2 separate regions of the Sus scrofa genome follow, and region 2 is linked to region 1. A link is a contact called in public Hi-C data. All regions are on one chromosome and are shown on one strand. The core of a region is the stretch at or near the end of the contact, and the rest is flanking DNA. Distances in the headings are between cores, read along the strand shown.

Region 1 (4,875 bases), core at 1,224-3,723:
AAGAGATAATCCTTTTATATGGAAAAAATATTCAGAATAACAATAGGAGTTGGACTGGAGTCCATGAGGTAGGTGTCCAAGCCTGCAAAGAACTTGGGGAGAGAGACCTAGGGCTGACATTACCCAAAAAGGCTGACAGTAGATGTAAGTAGCAAATGTTAAAGAGAATGGTAGATACTGTAGGGTTTGAAGGACAAAGGGGTTTTGCACCTATGAGAATGAAAGTACAAACCGAATGCCAATACTGCCTCCCAGTGACCCTTGGGATAAAAGCCTCTGTACTGAAGCACTTTCACAAAATAATAGCTTTCTCACATTGAGTGGTTCTGAGCTATGAGTTGTGCCAGGCACCTCTTAACCTCTCATTTAACCCTCACAACAACCCCTTGTAGACAGAGAACATGAAGCTTAGCAGTTAATTGCACTGGAACCAGAATGTCTGGCTCTCCCACTACAGACTTTGTGACCCTGGACAAACTACTTAAGTTCTCTACATATGTCCCATCTGTAAAATATGGATAATATTAGTATCTATCACATACATCCTTGACAACATAGCAAATGCTATCTAAATGTCAGCTATCATTAAACCCTTTTGCCTGATAAAAACTAATGTTAAATAAATCAAGCATACATAGGAACTCAATGCATATAACTTCCTTTGCTTTCTCCTCTTAAATCTTAACGCCCTAAAGCATGCCCCTTTAGTGGTCCTGAAATTTAAATAGAAGACTCTCAAATAGCCCAAAAAAGTCAGTTCCTAAAGGCAGCAATAAGGAATCTCCATTAAAGAAACGGAGAAACCTCCATTAAAAAGCCTATTAAAGGAGTTCCCGTCGTGGCGCAGTGGTTAACGAATCCGACTAGGAACCATGAGGTTGCGGGTTCGATCCCTGCCCTTGCTCAGTGGGTTGACGATCCGGCGTTGCCGTGAGCTGTGGTGTAGGTTGCAGACGCGGCTCGGATCCTGCGTTGCTGTGGCTCTGGTGTAGGCCGGTGGCTGCAGCTTCGATTCAACCCCTAGCCTGGGAACCTCCATGTGCCGCGGGAGTGGCCCAAGAAATAGCAACAACAACAACAACAAAGACCAAAAAGACCAAAAAAAAAGACAAAAAAAAAAAAAAAAAAAAAAAGCCTATTAAAAAGTGTGGTTCCACAAAAGAGAACTCTACAGGGCACTCTTGGTGCTATTAGAGTGAATCCCTTTCCAGCAAGGGATTCACCCAAAACAGGAAGCACAGGGATTGTGAAAATCAGCTAAGATTTATATAGTATTTCTAGGAATACTCAAGTAAGTATGATCTGCCCAGTGCCTAGTTTGACCACTTTGCCTATGCAAGATGAAGGGCCATGATCACTTTCAAATTAGGCTAATAATAACCCACTAGAGAGCAGAGAATACTCTCCTTGCTTTCCTACTATTATTGTGAAAATAATGGTTTTCAAATGACACAGCACTGGGGTGATTATCAGACTGCCCACCTCAGTCCACATTTGTAATGAAATGTATCTACCTGGTAAGACTGACTGGCAGATGTGCATGTCAAGAGTAAACAGGCTTCTTTCAAATTTGTAAAGCACTCCATGATTTTGCAAGCTTCCTCTGATTTTAGTATTCCTGGGTGTTCTGTTTAAGCGACAATGTAGAAACAAACGATGACCAGACCATATAAAAAAACAGAACTCTGACCCACAACCTCTCCAATGCCTACCTAGGAAACCAACCCCCTTATCTATATAATAAATAGCCCAAGAAGTCAGGCTGCTTTAAGTCAGACTTGTAGGAAATCAAACTAAAGTCTCTAGTGATATTCCAGGAAGCCAAATACCCTACATAACAATCCATCCAACATAGCCAGTACTTGATTAATAACTGACAGCTTCCCTAATTTTTGTCCCCACTCTCAATTTAGGACCAACCGCAGAAAGCCAAATATGCACCCCTAACCTATCACATAGGTCACATAGGATACCCCGCTCTGAGGTAGCCCACAGACAGCTTCCCCATAACAAATAGCTTTGCATTAGAAAAAGAGTGAAACCTGCCCCCCCAAAGCTTTCTCCCCTCCTCTGCCTGCGTTTGAGCCTTTGCCAAAATGTAATGTGATGTGGCTGACTCTATACATGGCAAGCTCTTGAATGAATAGCTTTTGCTTTTCTTATTTGGTTGGTCATCATTTATTTCCACATACTGGACCTAGTTATTCTATGAAGAACCAATTTCCAAACCCTCTTTAAAAAGATACTGGTTAACATTGTTTAAATGTGTTGTTTCTAAAACAGTCATAAAGTTAGCAGATAACATCTTTTTCACTTCATCTTAATAACCTTAATATGTTCCATGGCTCACCTTTCCGCAGATCTCCCTGCAATGAGCACGGCTTCCTTCTACCCACCAGAGAAGTGGACCTACATGTTAAATCTGTGAGTGAAGACCGTAGTAGCGCTCCCACACCCAAGCCAACCTCCAAAAGAGAACTACAATTCCCAACAGCCCCTGCAGATGGCTGGCCGCTGCCACTACGCGCCTGCGCAGTTGCGGAAGCTCGACTGTGCGGTTCCCGCCAATTCTCGTGCTAATCCTGCCTGGGTTGAGTTCTGCGTTTCATGGAGACGTTTGACCCTACCGAGCTGCCCGAGCTGCTTAAGCTTTATTACCGGAGGCTCTTTCCCTACGCCCAGTACTATCGCTGGCTGAACTATGGCGGAGGTGATGAAGGCGGGAGCGGGGTGGGAAATGGCTCGGGGTGGGGGGGGAGTGTGAGGAGGTTCTGGGAGGGTACCTTGGAATGACAATATGAAGTGCCTTCCATGTTCCAGGCCTTGTGTCGGGCGCCTTTGTGCGTTGCCTTGAGCCCTCCCCACCACTGCCGAGGTGTAAATGGGCCTAGAGTGGGATGTAATGACCAGTCTACACCACGCACTGAAAGACAGAGCCTTTGCTCCTCCCACTTTGTGTTTGAACTCACTTTCGTTGCAGCGTTTACCTGCTCTGATGCAGTGTTAATCTTCTCGGTTCCTGAGCGAAGGTGGCGGAGGTGGCGGGGAGCAAGGGAGTCCACTGGGTTGTAGCAAGAAGCTGCAGAGACATAATCTGCATCAGGGACAGACGGGCATCTCCTGAAAGAGGAGAGGTACTTAACTCTTCCCAGCTGAATTTGAGTGCCCACCTAGGAAAGAGAGGTGGTACTACATGAAAATATTTCTGCATCTTTTTCCTCATTTTTACCTTTCCCTATTAAATGCAGGATGGTGAACTCCTTCAAATTAGGGACTAGTTCTTGGTTTTGGTTTTTGTTTTAATGTAGCACAGTGTTGAGTACAGAGGGTTCGTGAAAGATATCTTCTTGTTGGTTAATGTTTTAATACTCTGAACTGGATAAAATACCATACTAACTTTTAAAATGTATGTTCATTTTGCAGTGGTAAAGAATTACTTTCAACACCGTGAATTTTCATTCACGTTGAAAGATGACATTTACATTCGCTACCAATCTTTCAACAACCAGAGTGAGCTGGAAAAGGAGATGCAGAAAATGAATCCATACAAGATTGATATAGGCGCGGTATATTCCCACAGAGTAAGAAATCAGTTTTTTATGTAGTTTATTGTTTTTTTAAACCAAGAATGGATTGGTGCCCCTAGCGTTTTGAGATACATTTTTAGAGTTTATTCTAATTAAGGAGCCACACTTTAACAGTTTTTGCAAGTAGATTGTAGTGAAAATAAAATTTGTTCTTTGATGGGAGTTCCCGTTGTGGCGCAGCAGAAATGAATCCGACTAGGAATCATGAAGTTGCAGGTTTGATCCCTGGCCTTGCTCTGCAGGTTAAGGATCTGGCGCTGCCATGAGCTGTGGTGTAGATTGCAGTCGAGTCTGGGATCCCACGTTGCTGTGGCTCTGGCGTAGGCCGCGGCTACAGCTCCAATTTGACCCCTAGCCTGGGAATCTCTACATCTCTACAGCGGGCCCCAGAAAAGGCAAAAAGACAAGAACCAAAAAAAGAAAAGAAAAGAAAAGGTCCATGAAAGAAAAGATATTTGACACTTTGTGTATCTGGAGAATGTGTTTATTCTACCATTATGCTTAACTAATGGTTGAGTTTGTAAACCATTTTCCCCCAGTATTTTGCATTTTTTTTTTTTTTTTTTTTTTTTTTAGTCTTTTGTCTTTTTAGGGCTGCACCCATGGCATATGGATGTTCCCAGGCTAGGGGTCCAGTCGGAGCTGTAGCCACCATCCTATGCCACAGCCATGGCAACGTAGGATCCAAGCCGCATCTGCAAACTGCACCACAGCTCACAGCAACACTGGATCCTTAACCCACTGAGCAAAGCCAGGGATCAAACCTGTGTCCTCATGGATACTAGTCAGATTTGTTTCTGCTGAGCCATAATGGGATCTACCCTTTTTTTTTTTTCTTTCTTCCTCTTTATGGCATATGCCAGGGGTCAAGTCAGAGCTGTAGCTGAGGCCCATGCCACAGTCAGAGCAACACCAGACCTGAGCTGCATCTGCAACCTATGCTGCAGCTTGCAGCAATGCCAGATCCTTAACCCACTAAGAGGCCAGGAATCAAACCATCATGCACATGGACACTCTGTCCAGTTCTTTTAATTTTTTTTTTTTTTTTTTTTTTTTTTTTTTTTGTCTTTTGTCTTTTGTTGTTGTTGCTATTTCTTGGGCCGCTCCCGTGGCATATGGAGGTTCCCAGGCTAGGGGTTGAATCGGAGCTGTAGCCACCGGCCTACGCCAGAGCCACAGCAACGCAGGATCCGAGCCGCGTCTGCAACCTACACCACAGCTCACGGCAACGCCGGATCTTTAACCCACTGAGCAAGGGCAGGGACCGAACCCGCAACCTCATGGTTCC
Region 2 (4,875 bases), core at 1,427-3,926, 230 kb before region 1:
ATTCTCTTTGAGGCTTTGCAATATACCTATAAACTGGATTAGATGCTAAATTCTTCTAGTTTCCTCAAATATCTGGGTACAACACTCCAAACTAATGTTTCCAGTTTTCTCTCATCCTTCTGACTTGGAGTCACTAATAACAAAGAATGCCCTTAAAACTCCTTGGAAAGGACTATACCAGGTCCTACCAGATGGCAGCCAAACTTCAGAGACTTGAACCTTGGGTCCAAATCCCCCACTAGAAAAGGGGTCCTTCAGATTTTAGGAACTGTGCACCAGCTGGAGATTTCAAAATCAAATTGACAAGGGAGAAGGGTAAATGACATTGACGTAGACTTCTACACAAGACACCAGATCTAGACTTCCTACTTTAACTAAACATGCAGCCCTTCTTTTCTTTCTTTCCTTTACTCTGGCTTTGGTCTGGAAAGGTAACACCATCATCCATATCTCCTAGGCAATTTCTAAGAGGGGTAACACTTCGGTGCCAATTTTGTCATAAAAACTCTGATCTGTCCATTAATAGTGCCACCTTAATAAAATTTGTTTGTGCCCTGACAGAGTTTATGTTTGTCTATTGTGATTATGATTCTCCTCGGGTCTAGGGAATGCCTGAAAATGGCTAGTGCATAACTGGGTAATGCCTTTTAGGAAACTGCGCACTTAACTGTTCACAGACAGACACCTCCTGAATTTGGTCAACTCCCCTGAATTTACATCATCAAATTAGAAAGGACCTACCAGCTGGCTTTCATGATTCAGGATTTGCTTCCTTTGGCAGGTCCCTCCTCCTGGTTAGGAATGAGTACAGATGAGGCTATGATCAGGAATCTCTCCTTAACTCTAAAAGATTTTGCAGAATCTGCTGCTAAAGCACAAAAATCCTTACACTCTCTGGCCAAAGTTGTTCTTGATAATAGGATAGCCTTCAATTATCTTTTAACTAAACAAGGAGGTATCTGTACTATGGCCAACACCACCTACCGTACCTAAATTGATACTTCTGGGGAAGCTGAAACTCAGCTACATAAGATTACTGAACAAGCCTCTTGGCTTAAAGAGGTGACCCCTTTAATGGGTTCTTTCTTTGACTTGTTTAATTTTGATTGCTTTGGGTCTTGGGGACCATGTGTCTGAAGCTCACTGCAGACATTGGGAACTGTCCTGTTTATAATAATCATAGTAGTCTTGTTGGAGCCCTGTATTCTCTCAAAAGCTTTAAATGCGTGTTCTCAGCTGCTAACCACCAAGCAAATGCTCTCCCTGAAACTGGAACATGAAAAAAGGAATGAAAAAATATGACCAACTAAAAAATTGTGAGCCTGAAGTTGTGCTCTGTGAATACCACACAGATTCAGCCAAAAAACTTTCATGACCTGCAAATGCTGTGAGGAGAACTTCAGAGCTGGTAATGGTGCTAATGCCTGGATTTAGATCACATCTCTCAGTTAAGCTCAGGTAGTTTTGGGTTGATGACAGTTCTTGAGCAGGAGCATTTGGAGGGTAACTGCACTAAAGGAGAAGGGTGAGTGGAAGCAGAGAAATCGAGTTCTAGGAAGAGCTGGGGAAGTAGGAGAGGAAAAATTATTTCCCCTCTACCTTCAAGGTTCTTGACTGAGTAGTTAATGAAATATTAACAGAAAAAAAAAGAAACAGAAATTTAATAACATATATACATGGGGGAAACCCAGGAAAACTGAGTTTCTAGAGATTTAGTAACCCTTCTCTTCCTGGTGCAGAAAGCTAGACACCCTTACAAGTGGACATTTCCCTTATAAATGTAAACGTCTCTTAGAAAAGAGTAACTTCAACTGTTTTCTCCCCTATCTGCTGCTTCTTAGTAATCCTGGCAGCCAAGGAGGCATATTTTGGGGTGTCAAGTTCTCCCCTCCAGGGAAGACAGACTGCCAGAAATAGGCCTGAGCTGCCAAGGTGCAGTGGGAGCCTGTGAATTCCTTCATTTGGCCACCCAGCTGGAAGGAAGAGACGCAGTGAATTTTCAGAGAGTGGTCCACCAGGGGTGCAGCCCTCAAGTGCTGGTTCATTCATTCAAGCCGACTTCATTAAGCACCTACCATATGGAACAGTGGTGTGTGGTAAGCGAGGGGAGGCAGTAGTGCGCAGAATCACAGACCCCTGCCTTCCTGAAGCTCACTGCCTAGTGGAGGAGATACAAATTAACCGAATAATCTTACAACTTTATGTAAAATTACACAGCAGACATTTTGAGAGTAAACTTCTGGGAATATGAGAGTAGAACAGGGGAGGCGATTTAAGCTTAGAGTTGGGATAGGATTCTTCAGGTATCAGCCAAGGAGGGAGTGGTCCTACACCTGGAGATGATCAGGGCTTCAGAAAAGCCCGGCCTGGGGATGGGGATTTGGAAACATCCCCCCTACAGCCCGCTGGGGGTCCAGCGGCAGTCCCAGGGCCGCGCGGTGGTTGGAGGCGGGGCCTGGCGGGGAGGCTGGTGGCGGCCGCAGGCTCGGAGGCTTCAGCGGGCTCGCAGGGCGCCCGGCCCCGCCGTGGGGGGGCGCTGCCTCCTCCCGGGCGGCTGGGGGCGCTGCGGCCGAGCGGCGGGGGGCGCTGCCTCCTCCGGGACGGCGGGGGGCGCTGCGGGCCGGGCGGCGGGGGCGGCCCGGGCCGGTGCGGCGAGCGGCTCGGCGGATGGAGAGTCTGGCCGCGGCCGGCGGCGCCGCCTCCTCGTCGGGCCGGGCACGGCGGGCCGGGGCCTTTGTGTGAGGCGGCGGCGGCGATGGTGCGTCGGGTCCCGCGGAGCCGGGTAAGTACGGCCGGGCCGAGGGCTGCCATGGCCGAGGCCCGACCCCCGTCCTGCTCTTTCTCTCGCTCTCGCTGAGCACCCTCCTGCTCGCCCCACTCATTCGGACCTATGGTTCCCCCAGCCGCGCGCCGACCCCGGCCGGCCCCGCCGCCCATCCCTCTGCCCTCGTCGGTCCGCGCCCCGCCGCCACCTTGGCCCCCGCTCGAGGTCGCCCCGAGGAGTCCCCCGTTGTTTGGGGAGGGACCGAGGTGCTCGGTACTCCGCAGATGGAGTGCCCCAGGCCGATCCAACGCCCTTCCTCCTGGATTCGACCCTCCGGAGGGGAGACTGTGGCGCCATGGGGTTGTTGGGGTGCCTTCTCGAAAGTTCCGAAACCGCCCCCTCCCTCTCCCCACTCGGGCTTCCCGGTGCCCCGACCTGCTGACGGTTGATGTTTGGCCACCAGGGCCCGTGAGATGCCTGGCTGGTACCCAACAATGCTCCTAAAGCTTCCTGGGCCCCAGAAAAAGTTGGGAGTTAGTCGAAAGTGGTGAGATGGGGAAAGGGGCCGTGTTGCACAGGGCTAGTCGTGAGGTTGAAGGAGAAGGCGACTAGCTTGTCTTCCTTCGATGTGTAGGACTCAAAAAGGAGAAAAAGTGGTACTGAGCAGTACTTTAGGAGTTACCTATATAACTAGATGCTTCTTACCGGCATCAAGTAAATCTCTTAGTTCTGATCAGAAGCATAAATCCTGAAAGGGGGGGATTGAAGCATATTTAGGTAATATTAAATACCACAGTTATGCTCTGCTTTGCTTTACTTCTTTGGTTCTGAGTGCTTTACTTCACCCGCAGCATACAGGGAATGTGAGAAGCGTATCCCAATGGCTCTAGGCTGTGGAAGAGAGCAGAGGAGGCAGGTATTGCAGGTAGAGAGAGATGGGAACTCAAGAATGAGCAAGAGGTTTATTTAGGGCCTGAAAAAACACAGCAAAGATAGGAAACTAAAGCATAGAGCATCCTTATCTTTTTTTCAGCAGCTAATGGAACTTGATAATTGTGTTCAAGTATGTATATGGCATTTGGCATCGTAAGGGAAGAGAATATACTCAGTGAGATAGGAAAGCTTGTAGTCAGGAGGAAATTAATATGAGAAAAATTTGAGCCGGTTTCTCTGGTAATGCTAGAAGACTGCGCCTGAGAGGATGCTTCTGGCTTGGTTTTAAGGCACAAGCTTCGGTTCAGTCAGGCCTACAGCCTCTCTTACTAACTCTTAAATAAAAACCAAGCTAACAGATTTTTTTCAGTACTTCTTGATTTTGTTATGATGACTCTGTCTTTGGAGATATGCAGGGAGAGAGGTCACTGTCCTGTCACTTTTGCTGTCTTTGCCCCCCAGCAGGATGGAGCAGGTGTATGCCCATTCACTTCTGCTCTCTTGGAAACCTGCAGACTGGTGGCATTTTCCCTTGAGGAGCTCATCACCTGCAGGGGTGTGTTTGGCCACCCACCTTTTCCTTTTGCTGTCCACAGATTAACCGTGCTGATAAGGAGGCCACTTCGTAGGAGCTGCTAAGATGGGCATGAGAATCAAATTGCAAAGCACCAACCACCCCAACAACCTGCTGAAGGAACTCAACAAGTGCCGGCTCTCAGAGACCATGTGCGATGTCACCATCGTGGTGGGGAGCCGCTCCTTCCCAGCCCACAAAGCCGTGCTGGCCTGTGCGGCTGGCTACTTCCAGAACCTCTTCTGAACACTGGGCTTGATGCTGCCCGGACCTATGTGGTGGACTTCATCACCCCTGCCAACTTTGAGAAGATTCTGAGCTTTGTCTACACATCAGAGCTCTTCACGGACCTGATCAATGTTGGGGTCATCTATGAGGTAGCTGAGCGTCTGGGTATGGAGGATCTCCTTCGGGCCTGTCACTCCACCTTTCCTGACCTGGAGAGCACTGCGGTGGCCAAGCCCCTGACCAGCACCAGTGAGAGCCACTCTGGAACCCTGAGTTGTAACTCCGCAGAACCTGTCCCTCCCCTTGGAGAACTCCGGGGTGGAGGGGAGCACTTTGGTCCTGATAGGAACTGTGTGTTACCTGGTGATGCTGGAGG

The links. A called contact is a pair of places that touch in the nucleus more often than the background predicts.
Region 2: a contact with region 1 is called in a Hi-C map of retroperitoneal adipose tissue, with 1.6 times the contacts expected there. A contact is called at or near these places in 12 of 47 Hi-C or Micro-C datasets (alveolar macrophages, embryonic fibroblasts, epiblast stem cells and 5 more).

Annotation. Positions count from the first base shown.
Region 1 is chr5:22,087,094-22,091,968 of Sscrofa11.1, reverse strand. It overlaps LOC100620470 (17-beta-hydroxysteroid dehydrogenase type 6), which reads right to left and starts at 2,473. Exons shown (of 6, transcript XM_003355459.4): 1 at 2,351-2,473. PRIM1 (primase (DNA) subunit 1) reads left to right here and starts at 2,528. Exons shown (of 13, transcript NM_001243669.1): 1 at 2,528-2,710; 2 at 3,424-3,581. The coding sequence starts at 2,608.
Region 2 is chr5:22,314,118-22,318,992 of Sscrofa11.1, reverse strand. It overlaps ZBTB39 (zinc finger and BTB domain-containing protein 39), which reads left to right and starts at 2,676. Exons shown (of 3, transcript XM_005663904.3): 1 at 2,676-2,782; 2 at 4,294-4,512; 3 at 4,515-4,875. The coding sequence starts at 4,338.